Regions from separate parts of the Mus musculus genome. Here regions 2, 3 and 4 are each linked to region 1. The links are chromatin contacts, called in public HiCAR-type and promoter capture Hi-C maps. All regions are on one chromosome and are shown on one strand. The core of a region is the stretch at or near the end of the contact, and the rest is flanking DNA. Distances in the headings are between cores, read along the strand shown.

Region 1 (3,197 bases), core at 289-2,788:
TAGGTGGAACTCCTCGACTGTTTGAATCCCAAAGGGATCTTTCAACTAATATCTACTGGCACCCATCTCTTGCTCCCCCTATCTCACTTTCTACAGAGCATTATAATCATCTGATCTTAATTATTGATCACCTCCCATACTACCACTAGCACAAACCTTAAACTTTAAAGCTTAAACCTTATGCAGTACTATAGCCACCAGCATCAGCAGTTAGCAGATGTGGAAAGGGGGGTCAGACTGAGTGAACATTGGTCCTAAATGTTACAAATATACACAGACTCTAAAGGATTACTATACACATTAAGGAATATAATCTGTTTCCTTAAGAGTTATTATTATATATTGAAATTACATTTGATAGGTTAAATAAAACGTATTAAAGACTTCAATATTTGGGTTTTGTTATCACTGATTTGTCTGTTTGTTTTTTAACAAGAGGGTCTCACTGTGTAGCCCTGTCTTCTCCTCCTCCTCCTCCTCCTCCTCCTCCTCCTCCTCCTCCTCCTCCTCCTCCTCCACCTCCTCCTCCACCTCCTCCCCCTCCCCCTCTCCCTCTCCCTCTCCCTCTCCCTCTCCCTCTCCCTCTCTCCCTCCCTCTCCCTCTCCCCCTCCCTCTCCCTCTCCCCCTCCCCCTCCTCCTCCTTCTTCTTTTTCTTCTAAGATTTCACTGTGTAGCCCTTGCTGGCCTGGAACCAGAGATGTAGACCAAGCTGGTCTTGAACACAGATCTACCTACTTCTGCCTTCCATGTACTGGAATTAAATACATGCGCCATCATACCCAGCCTCATACCGTAGTTTTTAACCTGTCTACTAGGAAGCATAAAAGACACATGGGTTCATCTTAGATGGATATACTGGGCAGCCTGTTACAATATCCATTCGGGGCTTGGCCTCCTGTGGTATCTCCAGGCCCTAGAGTGGCCTGGTCTAGGAAGAAGCCTAGGATGGTTTCTTTAAGGATAATGAGTAGTTACACAGAATGCTGCACACTTCCCCACTCCCCCAAGATCAATTTATTTTCCTTTGACAAGTATCTTAGGACAGGGCCTTCAGGAAAATGAAATAATAGCCCTGCTCCGAGCATTCCCACATAGTGACCCTGCTCTCCATCAAGTGATCGAGGCTGAACTTTGAAGATGCAGGAAATTAAAGACTCGTTGCCCTTTTCCTTTCTGGAGAAACAGGGTTCAGATGTCACTGGCATTTTAGGGTCCAGAGAGCAATGACCAACTTCTCTGGTGAAACCACACTTCATGAAACAGGGAACTTGGAGTAAAAGGGGAAGCTGTGGAAAAGGGCACAGAAGAGGAACTGGTAAGAACAGAAAGCTAAGAGTGAAGAAGGAAGGGAGAGGCGGGGCAGGGATGGGGGAGGGGAGGCTCAGCAGGGAATGGGAATCTGGCAGCTCTTTAAGAGGTATCTGACCTACAAGGCAAGAACAGACTAGCAGCTGACTGAAGCAGAGGGAGGGCGGGGCCGTTCGGAAGAGGAGGCGGGGCCCGCTAGGGGGCAGACGGAAAAGGGAGGGTGGCCGCCGGAAAAGGAGGAGCCAGGAGAGGCGGGCGGGTCCCTAACGCTCGCATTTGGGTAAAAGTCGCACGGAGTAGCAGCGTCTGTTCTGCACCAACTCAGAGTCTTGTTGGAGCTTTATCCCTTTGTCCTAGCCAACCATGGCCAGCCCGCTGCGCTCCTTGCTGTTCCTGCTGGCCGTCCTGGCCGTGGCCTGGGCGGCGACCCCAAAACAAGGCCCGCGAATGTTGGGAGCCCCGGAGGAGGCAGATGCCAATGAGGAAGGCGTGCGGCGAGCGTTGGACTTCGCTGTGAGCGAGTACAACAAGGGCAGCAACGATGCGTACCACAGCCGCGCCATACAGGTGGTGAGAGCTCGTAAGCAGGTACGTGTCCCTGCTGTCCCCTGCTCTCCCGACGTCTCCAGGCCGCTCCCACCCAGGCACCCCTAGCTAGGGCGCGGTTTGCATCTGCAGTTGTTAATCAACACCTTTGCTTCTTATGGGAGCGGTCCTCTCTCTTCCTTTCTTCTCTGGTCTACTCATTGTGTTAACATTCATCTTTTGTTTATTCTGGAACTCAGAAGAGCCCAGCGGGTGGGCCTCCTAGCTCTGTTTCCAAAAGGCCACCCAGAGAAGGTACTAAGGATGTAGGTCAAACGCTCCCTGGGCGGAGCTCACCTCCCTTAGCCGCCTGGGGTCAATGTCAACTGCTAATGATCTGGCTTCACTTAATCGCGCTACTTGAAACTCATTCTGACAGACGGCAGATTTCACCCCATCCTTCCAGTAAACACTTGGCCATGTTCCAATCTCCTTGCTCTACTCAGGAGCACGTGTACGTGGGTGTGTGTTTATAGTCACTTATTTTTGTGTATACTTTCAGAGTCAACACTTCCGGAAAACAAGGGCATTCTCTACATACCCAAGATTCCATTTGGAAAATTGGGAACCCACGAACACTCAGGTCCTTCACTCAAAGTCTCAGTTTGCTGGTCTCCACTATGGACTCTGCTAGCAAGGGCCATTTCTATCCAGTCTGGCAGCCTGTCTTTTTCTCTGAGCACTGCCTGTGCTGCCTTGCTGTTTTGGTAGCACTGTAGAATGGTCCAGACAGCTGTGGTGATCAGTCCTGTACCACACAGTCAGGCTCCCTTCAGCCATGACTCGGTTTGTGATGGGTGAACCTCAAAGCTAAACAACCCCTTGATGCTGCAGCCGTATTAGCTTGTACACAGTGTGGCCAGGGCACATTTCTCAGAAGGAGCCTCTATCCTTAAGGGACACATAACTGTGTAGATTGGTGTCTGAGTTTCTTGGCTGTCATGTTGGTGCAGGTCACCAGGCAGGTCCCCTTGTGTCTTCTCAGAAGGTGCTGTCTAGTTGTTCTAAGAAGCCTTGCTTCCCTCTTCTTGTGGCCCTGGAATATCCTCGGGATATCCCTCAGGGGTTTTGCTAATTACCCCCCAAGATAGCTCTAATCACCCTCCACCCACTGAGTAGATGGACAGACTACCTTAGACTTAGACTCTGACAGAGGAGCTAGCTGCAGGAGCTGCTAAAGCCCCAAAGTTGACCCAAAGGAAGCCCAGGTTTTAGACGACAAAGAGTTGTATGCCAGTGTGTAGAGCTCATTTCTACCTTCTCTTGAAAATACAAACGAGTTAAATCCTGCTCCATTTTTTTC
Region 2 (3,197 bases), core at 214-2,713, 1.7 Mb before region 1:
AACCGATCCGTTCCAAGACCATTTCTAACTTTAGCCCTGAATTTCATGAACAGTCTTCCATAACTGAGGAGCTCACAGGTCGTCTGGTGAATTCCTTTTATGTAGGAAGTTCAGTGTATTCAACTCTTTTTTATTCTTCGTGTGTGTGTTCCGGGTTGTTTTGGCCCATGTGTTTCACACTGGGCATAGGATACGCATAATCCATGTAACAGGCACTGGATGTAACTGGCTACTTGTGACAGCTCAGGAATGTTCACAGAGCCTCCCACAGACGGGGATACTCTGGAGAGTTAATGAGAGATTTTCAGCAATGACTCTTGAGATGGATTCTGGATGATAAAAGTGGTTTAGGTGGAGGTAGAAAAAAAAACGTATCACAAGGAAACAAGGAGTAACATGACAAAGTCAGAGACATGCAATCAGAAGGGGAAGCCATTCAGGTCTCCAGGTAGGCGCCAGACCCACACAGCAGTTGTTACAATTACCCACGATATTATCTTTATAATGTCTGTCTTCAATGATGGAATCAAGTACCATGTTGCCAAGCCTTGGATTATATATAACCTGAGATCCCTACAGAACTGTGTTAAGAAATCTCCACTTCCCTCAAGCGAGAGGAAAAAGAACATTGAGGTGGCATTCTATCGCCATCTAGTGCCGAAAAGATAATGGCATGTTTGCTTCTGTAAAATCCCAAGTGAGGTACAAAATCCAGCACCTATATCCTAGAGATCCTTCCCAATGCCCTACTTGGTTATTGCTGCCTGAAATTCTCCTGTCCGCCCTTTCTCTTCCAATCCTACCCCCACATTCCTTCACCGGCTAAATGCTTCCACTAGACCAAGTTTCTCTCTTTAAAATCACCACTGTATTAAAATTTACATGTATTGAAGTCATGGCTCTCATTAGTTCCAGAAAGGAGGGATTTGCCTGCAGTCTGCTCACTTCACCTCCTGGAGTATGTCCGACTCGCTGTAATACCGTGGAAGCACTACCTGGTGGTTGCTTCATGATTCCTAAAGTTTTGCTATTAGCAGTCTTTTCTACTTGGGCCTGTCTTTAGGTAACTCCCTTTAGAAAATTTATCAAATGTCTATTGTATAACCACTTGACGATCTAGCAGTCAAAATCTGATCTTAACCAAAAGGACACATTTTGAACTTTAGCGGAATCTTTTCAGAAAAGATAACAGTTCAGGCGGGGATTACTGCATTGAACACATTTCGTTAAGAATCAGTGGCATCTTCTCTTTGCAAGCTTGTTACTGCAGACTTCACCGCCCAGCACTCGGACTTGAGGAAGACCCGCTACAGCCTCACTATCCAGACTCGGCTCACTGAGGGAGGGACCCCCTCACCATTTGCCTGCAGCTGTAGGCTGGGGCCAGGGGGTGGAGCCTTACTGCTGTGCCAATCTCCAAAAGGGGGCGGGGCCTGCATTGCAGCTCCGGCGCTAAGTTTACGTCATTTCCTCGCGCCAGGGAGTAGTTCTGAAACCCGCGTTGCTGAGTGTCAAGGCGCTGTTGGAGGTGTCAGTGGAGAGGCGGCAGAATGAGCGAAGCGGACGGGCTGCGGCAGCGTCGGCCCCTGCGGCCGCAGGTCGTCACGGACGATGGCCAGGTCCCGGAGGTCAAGGAGGGCAGGTAGGCAGGACCTGGGCTGGGATCATCCCACGGGAGAGAACCCTCCTCATTATCCCGGCTTGGACCCAGGAGCCGGGTTCGGGCTGACAGGACAATCTGCGGGGCGAGGCCTTGCGTGGACCTGGTTGTCCTCCCTCACGCTGCTGTGGACCTTTTCTGTCCCTTCTTGCCACCCAGCCGCTGGAGCCAACGCCTTTTGCCTTTCTTTAGTTGCACGCATCTTCCCGACTTGTCCTTGTTGGAACCTCTGATACTCCTGGGACAGCCACCTGACCACTGCCGTCAGCCGATTCTTTCGCGTTCCTTGTTATTCACTTTCCTTAAAGAGAAGTCAGAAAAGATGCTGGGTTTCCTTTCTGCGAAGGTCCTCCTCCTGCATCTATTGACGCCGCGCAGTCTGTACTCCTCAGCGTGGAGTAGAGAACCGACTGACATTGTTGGCAGTGTTTCTGAGAATTCGGCCTTGCAGGTTTTTGTAATAGGGACAGTAGTTACTGACAGTAAATCCTTAAAAAGAAAAATTTTTTTTGGGCCCCAGTCTTTCTGACTTTCAAAATGCACTATTAGCCCACATATGAAGCATGCTCCTTAAACCGTACTAGAAGACATTTAAAATTGACTTTTCAACTTGGTGACCAGAATTTTGTACTTTGAATATCTAGATCAGCCTCAAAGTTGTGGAATTAACTTATATGATAGAAATATTAGAAATATTTCTTTGGTCACCAGCAATGTGATGAAGGGATGTGGTGCATACTAGATGAGAGACAGTTTTTGCTTCTGATGATCGGTTTGACTAATGGTAATAAGATAAACATACAAACATGTTTTGGCTTTGGAAAGAGGAGTTTGTAAAAGAACAGGAAGGTACTAACTAGTATGGATCTTGATTAGGGAGACCAGCCATCCTAGGTAGCCTTGAGATCTCATTAACTAGGACTCACCTTGCTAAATGTGGGTAGATTATGACAAATTGCTCACCCTGCTTGTTGTGGGTATTGCTAATTAATTGCTAATGGTTGGTGAGTCTTTTAATGGATAAGCAAGGAGTGGCCAAACCTAACTGCAGGAACTAGGAGAACTAGGAAAGGGTGGAGCTGTGGAGAGCCCTATCTGGGCACTTGGAGAAGAAAAGTGTTTTGAAGCCTGGGTACCCGGGGACTCTTGATAGATTGGCCTGATATTTAGAACAGCTTCTGTGATACTTGTGACCCACAGGCAAAGGGGCATATTTATCTTTTTTTTTTAAGGTTCTCTGTTGGATTTCTTCCTTAATGACTACAAATTAGACACCAAACTGTCTCTTTCCATCTGATCTTTTCCAATGTCTTACATTTGTGCTTACACTGTTTTGACTTTGCCATTTGTAAACATATTTGCTGTTTGTCAACATGTTTGTTATTTTATCTTTAGTGATCTGTAATGGTTGGGTTTTTTTGTTTGTTTGTTTGTTTGTTTTTTGTTTTTTGAGACAGGGTTTCCCTGTATAGCCCTGGCTGTCCTGGAACTCACTTTGTAGACCAGGCTGGCCTCGAACTCAGAAATTCGCCTGCCT
Region 3 (3,197 bases), core at 306-2,805, 1.7 Mb after region 1:
TAGATTTTGAAACATTTGCTTAGTATGCCCTTTTCCCTCCTCGGTAGACATCCCTTCCCAGTCTCTGATGCCATATATTTTCTACGGGAGAAATTAAAGCAAAAGACAAGAGAGACGCTTTCTAAAAGCTGGCTAGAGATGTCAACCGGACTTATGGCTCTGGCCGGAGTACCCTGGACTCAGATGGCCCAGAGGACTTGGCTTTGCTCTCTGGAGCAGGGATCCCTGGTCAGGGTCCGGCTAGCAGTAGAGGGTGGAGGAGGCTTGGGGTATAATAGCTCATCCCTGCCCCTGCATGATTGTAAAAAAAAAAGAAAGAAAGAGAGAGAGAGAGAGAGAGAGAGAGAGAGAGAGAGAGAGAGAGAGAGAGAGAGAGAAAGAAAAAAGAAAGAAAGAAAGAAAGAAAGAAGAAAGAAAGAAAGAAAGAAAGAAAGAAAGAAAGAAAGAAAGAAAGAAAGAAAGAAGGAAAGAAAGAAAGAAAGAAAGAAAGAAAGGAAGGAAGAAAGAAAGGAAGGAAGGAAGGAAGAAAGAAAGAAAGAAAGAAAGAAAGAAAGAAAGAAAGAAAGAAAGAAAGAAAGAAAGAAAGAAAGAAAGAAAGAAAGAAAGAGAAAAACTATGTGGTGCGTGCAGCGGCGGGTGTGGGTGTCCATCCAGAAAGTCCGAAAGCAAAAGCGAAAGCCCCCCAAACCTGGTTTACCCCGCCAAGCCCATCAATGCTGGGATTGTGAGGTTTTCCTTTTAAAAATCTGCCCACGTCTCTCCAAAGAGGAAACTGTTTAAGGGGTCCAGAGCCCTTAACCCTCAATGACCGTCCACACTCTGCGCTTCGCACTAAATTCTCCTGAATAGTGGGAACCCCTAGAAACTTATGCCTCAGAGCCCCCGCTGCGCAGACTCTCCTCTGAACCCTAGCAGACCCCGACGGCTTACTCGGGCGGGGATTGCTGCAAAGGCAGCGGGTCTGGGCTGGTCCAGTGGGCCAAGGGCCCACGGAAGAGCCCTGGGACTCCGGGTGACCCAGGTGGCACTTGGCCTCCAGCCGCCTGATGCGCTTCTCTTCCCCCCCCCCCCCCCACCCAGTGCACGGGCTGGCGGCCAGCGCTCCCCCCCAAGACTCGAGCTCCAAATCCCCAGAGCCCTCGGCTGACGAGTCACCGGACAATGACAAGGAGACCCAGGGCGGCGGGGGGGACGCAGGCAAGAAGCGGAAGCGCCGAGTGCTCTTCTCCAAAGCGCAGACCTACGAGCTGGAGCGGCGCTTCCGGCAGCAGCGGTACCTGTCGGCGCCCGAGCGCGAGCACCTGGCCAGCCTCATCCGTCTCACGCCGACACAGGTCAAGATCTGGTTCCAGAACCATCGCTACAAGATGAAACGTGCCCGGGCGGAGAAAGGTATGGAGGTGACGCCTCTGCCCTCGCCGCGCCGTGTGGCAGTGCCGGTCTTGGTCAGGGACGGCAAACCGTGCCACGCGCTCAAAGCCCAGGACCTGGCAGCCGCCACCTTCCAGGCAGGCATCCCCTTTTCCGCCTACAGCGCGCAGTCGCTGCAGCACATGCAGTACAACGCCCAGTACAGCTCGGCCAGCACCCCCCAGTACCCGACAGCACACCCCCTGGTCCAGGCCCAGCAGTGGACTTGGTGAGCGCCGCCCCTCCAAGACTGGAGGCCTTAGGCCCTGGCCCCACCCCAGCGGCGCCGGTGGCGAGGAGGACTCGATCCTTACCACGGTTGTTATTATTATTATTATAATTATTATTATAGAGTCGAGTCTGACTTTCGACTCAGTTGAGGAGGCACAGGGAGGTTGCCTGTGCCTCCCCGAGTGGCAGATTCCATTGACTCTGCCCCATCGCTCTCCCCTTTGAACTTTTGGAGAGGATAGAACTCTAAGCCGTGTTTACAGAATGTTTGTGCAGCTTTGCTTCTTTGCCTCTCTCTCCCTGAGGGGACCAAACCATCCCAACGTTAACGTTGTCACTTGAAAAGAGAAAGGACCAACCGGCCCCCACCCCACCCCACCCCCGCACTGCTTTCGTGAATTTTGTAAACTATGTTTGTGTGAGTAGCGATATTGTCAGCCTTCTAAAAGCAAGTGGAGAACACTTTAAAATATAGAGGATTTCTTTTTTTATAAGAAAATGCTAAATATTTATGGCCATGTACACGTTCTGACAACTGGTGGCAAATTTCGCTCTTCGTTGTAAATATCGCTAGTGATCGTTGCCAAATGACGTTCTGGATGGGCCTGTATCCCCACCGGGCCTGCCTCTCTTTGTCGTTTGTTTTCGGTGGGTTATGTTTGAGTTGCAGCGGGTTTTTATTTTTATTTTTATTTTTATTTTTAATTTGTTCAGTGCAAACATTTTTCAACTATGAAAAAGGAAAATATGTGTAGGGAACTCACCCCCGGGCCCCCTTTTTCGTCTCCTGAGCATCGGAGCTTGGAACTCAGCAGTTTCACGTGGTTTCCCCAAGAGCGCCGGGCGCTGAAAGCTTTCGATTTTTTTAAATAAGAATTTTAATAAAAATCCTGTGTTTAAAAAAACAAACAAACACAAAACCAAGCCCAGTTCTTGAGTTTGTTACTTTCCCTCCCGGGCCGAGTTGGAAGGGGCGTCAACCTCAAATCTGGAGCCTAGGGCTGTATTCTGGGCTAGTTCTGGCGTTTCCTCTCGCAGCGCAGTGGCCGCGGGGTTATCCAGACAGTGGAGGAGTGCACGGGATAGGCCTCAGGCGGGCTGACCCAAACGATTCCGCGCAGGACCAGAGCAGCTTGGCCTTCAGCCTGCTAGCCAGTGGTCCAAAGTCCTTGTTGGCCTGGCGCTCTCCGGCTTCTGTGCACTCTCTGAATCCCCAACAGGGGGAGGGAAAGTGACTTTGGGTAGCGCCAAACAAGGAAAGCAAGCCCCCCTCACTCGCCCAAATCTCTGAGTGGCTCCTTCAGCCTGAAAAGCTGTTGAAACCACTACACTTGATGGCTATCACTTTGTTAAGTTTAATTTACCTCTGGCTAAGGGGACGGGGGGGGGGGGTCTGAGATTGAGTCTGATGGCTTTCTCTTTGCACCACTTTCTCAATATCTGCGTACCAAGTTGAGGCCTAGTTGACCTCTTCGAGTCCTGAGCGCTGGGATGAAGGGCGGGAGAGCTAACATTAAGGTTTCTGAGGCTTTGCCTGTCTCTAGAAACTGGCTGAG
Region 4 (3,197 bases), core at 520-3,019, 1.7 Mb before region 1:
AGAGCAAAGGCCTGGCCATTGACTTGCAGGCAATGGTGGGCACTGTTGGGAGTACCCCAGGCCTATAAGCACTTTGTGAGATCATCACTGAGCTACTTTCTCTAAGACATTCAGGTAAGAACCAGTTACTGGCATCTCAAAGGGCAGGCTGAAGGAAGTTCCAAACTTCTCAGATGGTGTATATGGGGCTTGTAGTATTCCCAGGTTCCAGTGTGAGGGTGGTGTTTATTTGGGTCTGGGCAGAGAGGCCTGAAGGGGGTGGCTCAGAGAAGCTGTTGAGGGCAGGTGAATGGAGAAGATTCCTTTCAGCTCACAAATTTGGGGGAAGTTAACGTGGTAGAGACAGGGAACTGACAGTCCTCCAATATCTCCCCCAACAGCTGTCCTGTGGTGTTAACTATAATGTGGTAGATGTGGCCACTCTGTTGAATTAGGCCTCAGAGGAGGCAAACACAGCATCGTCAAAACACCGAGTATAAAAAACCGAAACCCTAGGATCGGTGAGATAGCCAGTACCAATGTCTTCCCCAGATCTCTCACATAGGCCAAGAGGGCTTTGCAGCATGAACACCAGCTTCTGCCCAAGCTTCTCTCTGGACAACTGGGGCAGAGGAATCGTAGGTAGGCCAGGAAGGGCCTCCTAGTGAGCACTAAGGCCACAGGGAGCAGGGCATGGAGAGGCAAGGTCTGTGGCCTGGCCCGTGCTTAGTGCTGTCTCCTCTTTTACCAGTTAACTACCTCTTTGCCAATGACCCCCCCCCCCCGAGCTGCTGTGGTCCATCCTCATCCTCAGAACAGAAGCTCCCCTACCCATTACTGCCCTGTCTCCACAGTGCCCCATTCACAGCATCTACTTGGGTCTTGGATTTGGAGGCTATGCCCTACTGTGTCTCTACACTTACTTCTTTGCACCTAATTGCTGTGAAGGGGGATTCTATGTCCTTGGTGTCTCTTGGGTATTCCCTTTCACTGCCTCCCAGTGACCAGACCCAGCCTGCTTTAAGGAGGAAGAATGACAAAAGCCTTATGCATAAGCGCTGTCTTCATCTACTGGGAGATGGTCAGTTATCAGCTTTTTTGTCAGTTAGAGGCAGGGCCCTCAAACTTTATCTATGTGCTGAATCTGCTTGCTGGGGCAGACATCTTCCAGCTCTCTGTAGGGAAACAGGCACTCATGGCTGATGGTTAGCAAGTTAGCTAGCCTGGTTGCATCTCAGCTTTCCAACACAGGCGACTGCCACCCCTCACTGGCCACTAGCATGCTGACTTGCACAATACTTATCTTACTGGGGTCTCTGCAGTAAAGTCAGTTAGAAAAGTAAAGCTGTCAGATATAGACTGAGTGAGGCCCTTGAACAGAAGAGAACAGAAGTTGTTCTCTTTATCCCTGTGGCTGCTGTTATGCTTGATCCCTGATGTCTATTCTGCTTAGAAGTAGCTGCTGCCAGGATCCCCAGCCCCTTGCCAGGGTCTTTCTCAGGGTTCCAAGAGTGTCCTAAGAAAGATGCAAGACTAACAGGCCAGGGTCCCCATACTTCTACTACTAGAAGGTGGTCAGAACAGTACTCTGGGATGGGGCCAGATGACCCTTCTCTTACCTGGGGGGCGTGCCCCATGGGTGTCAGAAGTTAGGCAGCAGAGGGCAAGCAGAATGGCCAGCCACATGGCTGGGGAAATGCAGGGAGCATGTAGTGGGCCAAGTGCTCGGCAAGTACAGCTCCAGGACCAGGGCATGGTGGGGTAGCTTCAGTGGGGCGTGGTTTCTTGCTGAATCATTTTAACCAGAAGCGCTTCATCTTCAGGACTTGGGGCCACAAGAGCAACCACTTCCTTTAAAGAAGTTTCCAAGCTGTGATCATTTGCAGGGGGAGGCAGGGGGAGAGAAGTGAGACCCACGAGCGCAGCACCCTCTCTCCTTCCCAGGGTGGGAGGAGGCAGTTTCCTACCATTCACCACACACGGGGGATGCTGATGTGAAGAAACCAGGGGATTTTCAAAAGTAGTCACTTGACTGTCCTTCTACATTTATAGACTCTCTCCCCTCCTGCATTCTAGTATTCAGAATAGCCCCCTTCAAGAGACAAGAAACTATGCTGTCCGGGTCTGAGGGGTTATCTGCAGGAAAGCTATTCATACTTTCCAAAGTCCTTGGGAGGAGCATTGGCACGTGGCTTCTGTGCCTCAAACAGGAGCTCAGCACCGTGAGAGCTGAGATACTGATCATGGCCCACTCTGGGCTCAAAGCCTTCTAAGGAGATGAAATTACGTAGACAGAGGTCTGATTCTGGCCATGCCTCTACTTTCAGCCCATGGTTTGGAGTGGGTACCTATACCCAGTTATCTGAATCTGAATCTAGGCTTTGCTGTCATTAGACTAGGAACAGCCCATGCACCTCAGTTACCTCTGGGGACTTGTGAAACATTGGAGTTTCTTTTGCATAAAGGCTCAGGGTAGGAGGAAAGCAAGCTGTAATCGGCTTCAGTGTGGAGAGGTATATTCGTCTCTCAGAACTAGGCTAGGAAGGTAGTGTGGAAGGATGCCTGGGGTCTTACTTGCCCCCAGGAGACACATGGGCCTCCCAGGCTGCCTGACATACAGATATAGTCAGATCCTGGATGCTCGGGGCAGCGGTGGAGGGGGTCTGAGCCAGGTGAATTGTGCTGGATCCTACTAAATTCCAAACAGGGCAGATAGGGTCTGCGGGACATGGACAAACTATGTAATCTGAGGTCCCAATAGGTTTCTGGGTGCTGCAGGTAGTATTCAGTAAGTAGTAGCTGTTATGACAACCCCCCATGGTCCTTTCCTGTTTGATCTTGGGATCCTTATTTTTGGCTGCTAGGGTCTGGGACACAATGTCTTCAGTATAAATGGGATAGAGTAGTGCCCGCTTCAGTTTCAAACATCCACTGAGAGGTTGGGAGTCAGAACATAATCCACGTGTTGTATTTCTAGCAGTAACCAGAGCATCAGTAGTCTAGGTGGGAGCAGGAGATGGAGCTAGGCTGGCTGCTTGGTCTTCAGGCCAGTGTGGTGCAGTACAAAGATAATTCAGGGATTTGAATTCCCCGCCTCTGTGCTACATAAAGTCTGAAAGCTTCTGCGGAGTCCCTAAGGAGAACCTCATCTTGTATAGTTCTTGAGATTGTTGAAAATAAAATGCAGAGTCCCATCCTCCAGTTATCCGGAGAGACGT

Evidence for each region. Promoter capture Hi-C pulls out the DNA fragments that hold promoters and counts their contacts. HiCAR-type assays count read pairs that join an accessible place to other places.
Region 2: a HiCAR-type map of astrocytes shows a contact between it and region 1, with 5 times the contacts expected there. The contact joins the promoter of Apmap here to the promoter of Cst3 in region 1. A contact is called at or near these places in 9 of 39 promoter capture datasets (3T3-L1-derived adipocytes, the C10 cell line, cranial neural crest and 5 more), 1 of 484 Hi-C or Micro-C datasets (B cells), 5 of 115 datasets of contacts at active chromatin or transcription factors (astrocytes, bone marrow-derived dendritic cells, forebrain and 2 more) and 2 of 9 other capture datasets (adipose tissue and liver).
Region 3: a contact with region 1 is called in a promoter capture Hi-C map of liver, with 4 times the contacts expected there. The contact joins the promoter of Nkx2-2os here to the promoter of Cst3 in region 1. A contact is called at or near these places in 1 of 39 promoter capture datasets (liver) and 1 of 115 datasets of contacts at active chromatin or transcription factors (embryonic stem cells).
Region 4: a promoter capture Hi-C map of liver shows a contact between it and region 1, with 4 times the contacts expected there. The contact joins the promoter of Cst7 here to the promoter of Cst3 in region 1. A contact is called at or near these places in 7 of 39 promoter capture datasets (the C10 cell line, the HPC-7 cell line, cranial neural crest and 3 more), 3 of 115 datasets of contacts at active chromatin or transcription factors (bone marrow-derived dendritic cells, large pre-B cells and pro-B cells) and 1 of 9 other capture datasets (liver).

The regions. Positions count from the first base shown.
Region 1 is chr2:148,873,853-148,877,049 of GRCm38.p6, reverse strand. It overlaps Cst3 (cystatin C), which reads left to right and starts at 1,538. Exons shown (of 3, transcript NM_009976.4): 1 at 1,538-1,897. The coding sequence starts at 1,673.
Region 2 is chr2:150,606,833-150,610,029 of GRCm38.p6, reverse strand. It overlaps Apmap (adipocyte plasma membrane associated protein), which reads left to right and starts at 1,463. Exons shown (of 9, transcript NM_027977.3): 1 at 1,463-1,642. The coding sequence starts at 1,551.
Region 3 is chr2:147,182,441-147,185,637 of GRCm38.p6, reverse strand. Nkx2-2os (NK2 homeobox 2, opposite strand) reads right to left here and starts at 1,555. Exons shown (of 6, transcript NR_030769.3): 1 at 1,278-1,555. It overlaps Nkx2-2 (NK2 homeobox 2), which reads left to right. Exons shown (of 2, transcript NM_010919.2): 2 at 1,081-2,486. The coding sequence ends at 1,643.
Region 4 is chr2:150,568,987-150,572,183 of GRCm38.p6, reverse strand. Cst7 (cystatin F (leukocystatin)) reads right to left here and starts at 1,769. Exons shown (of 4, transcript NM_009977.3): 1 at 1,599-1,769. The coding sequence starts at 1,665.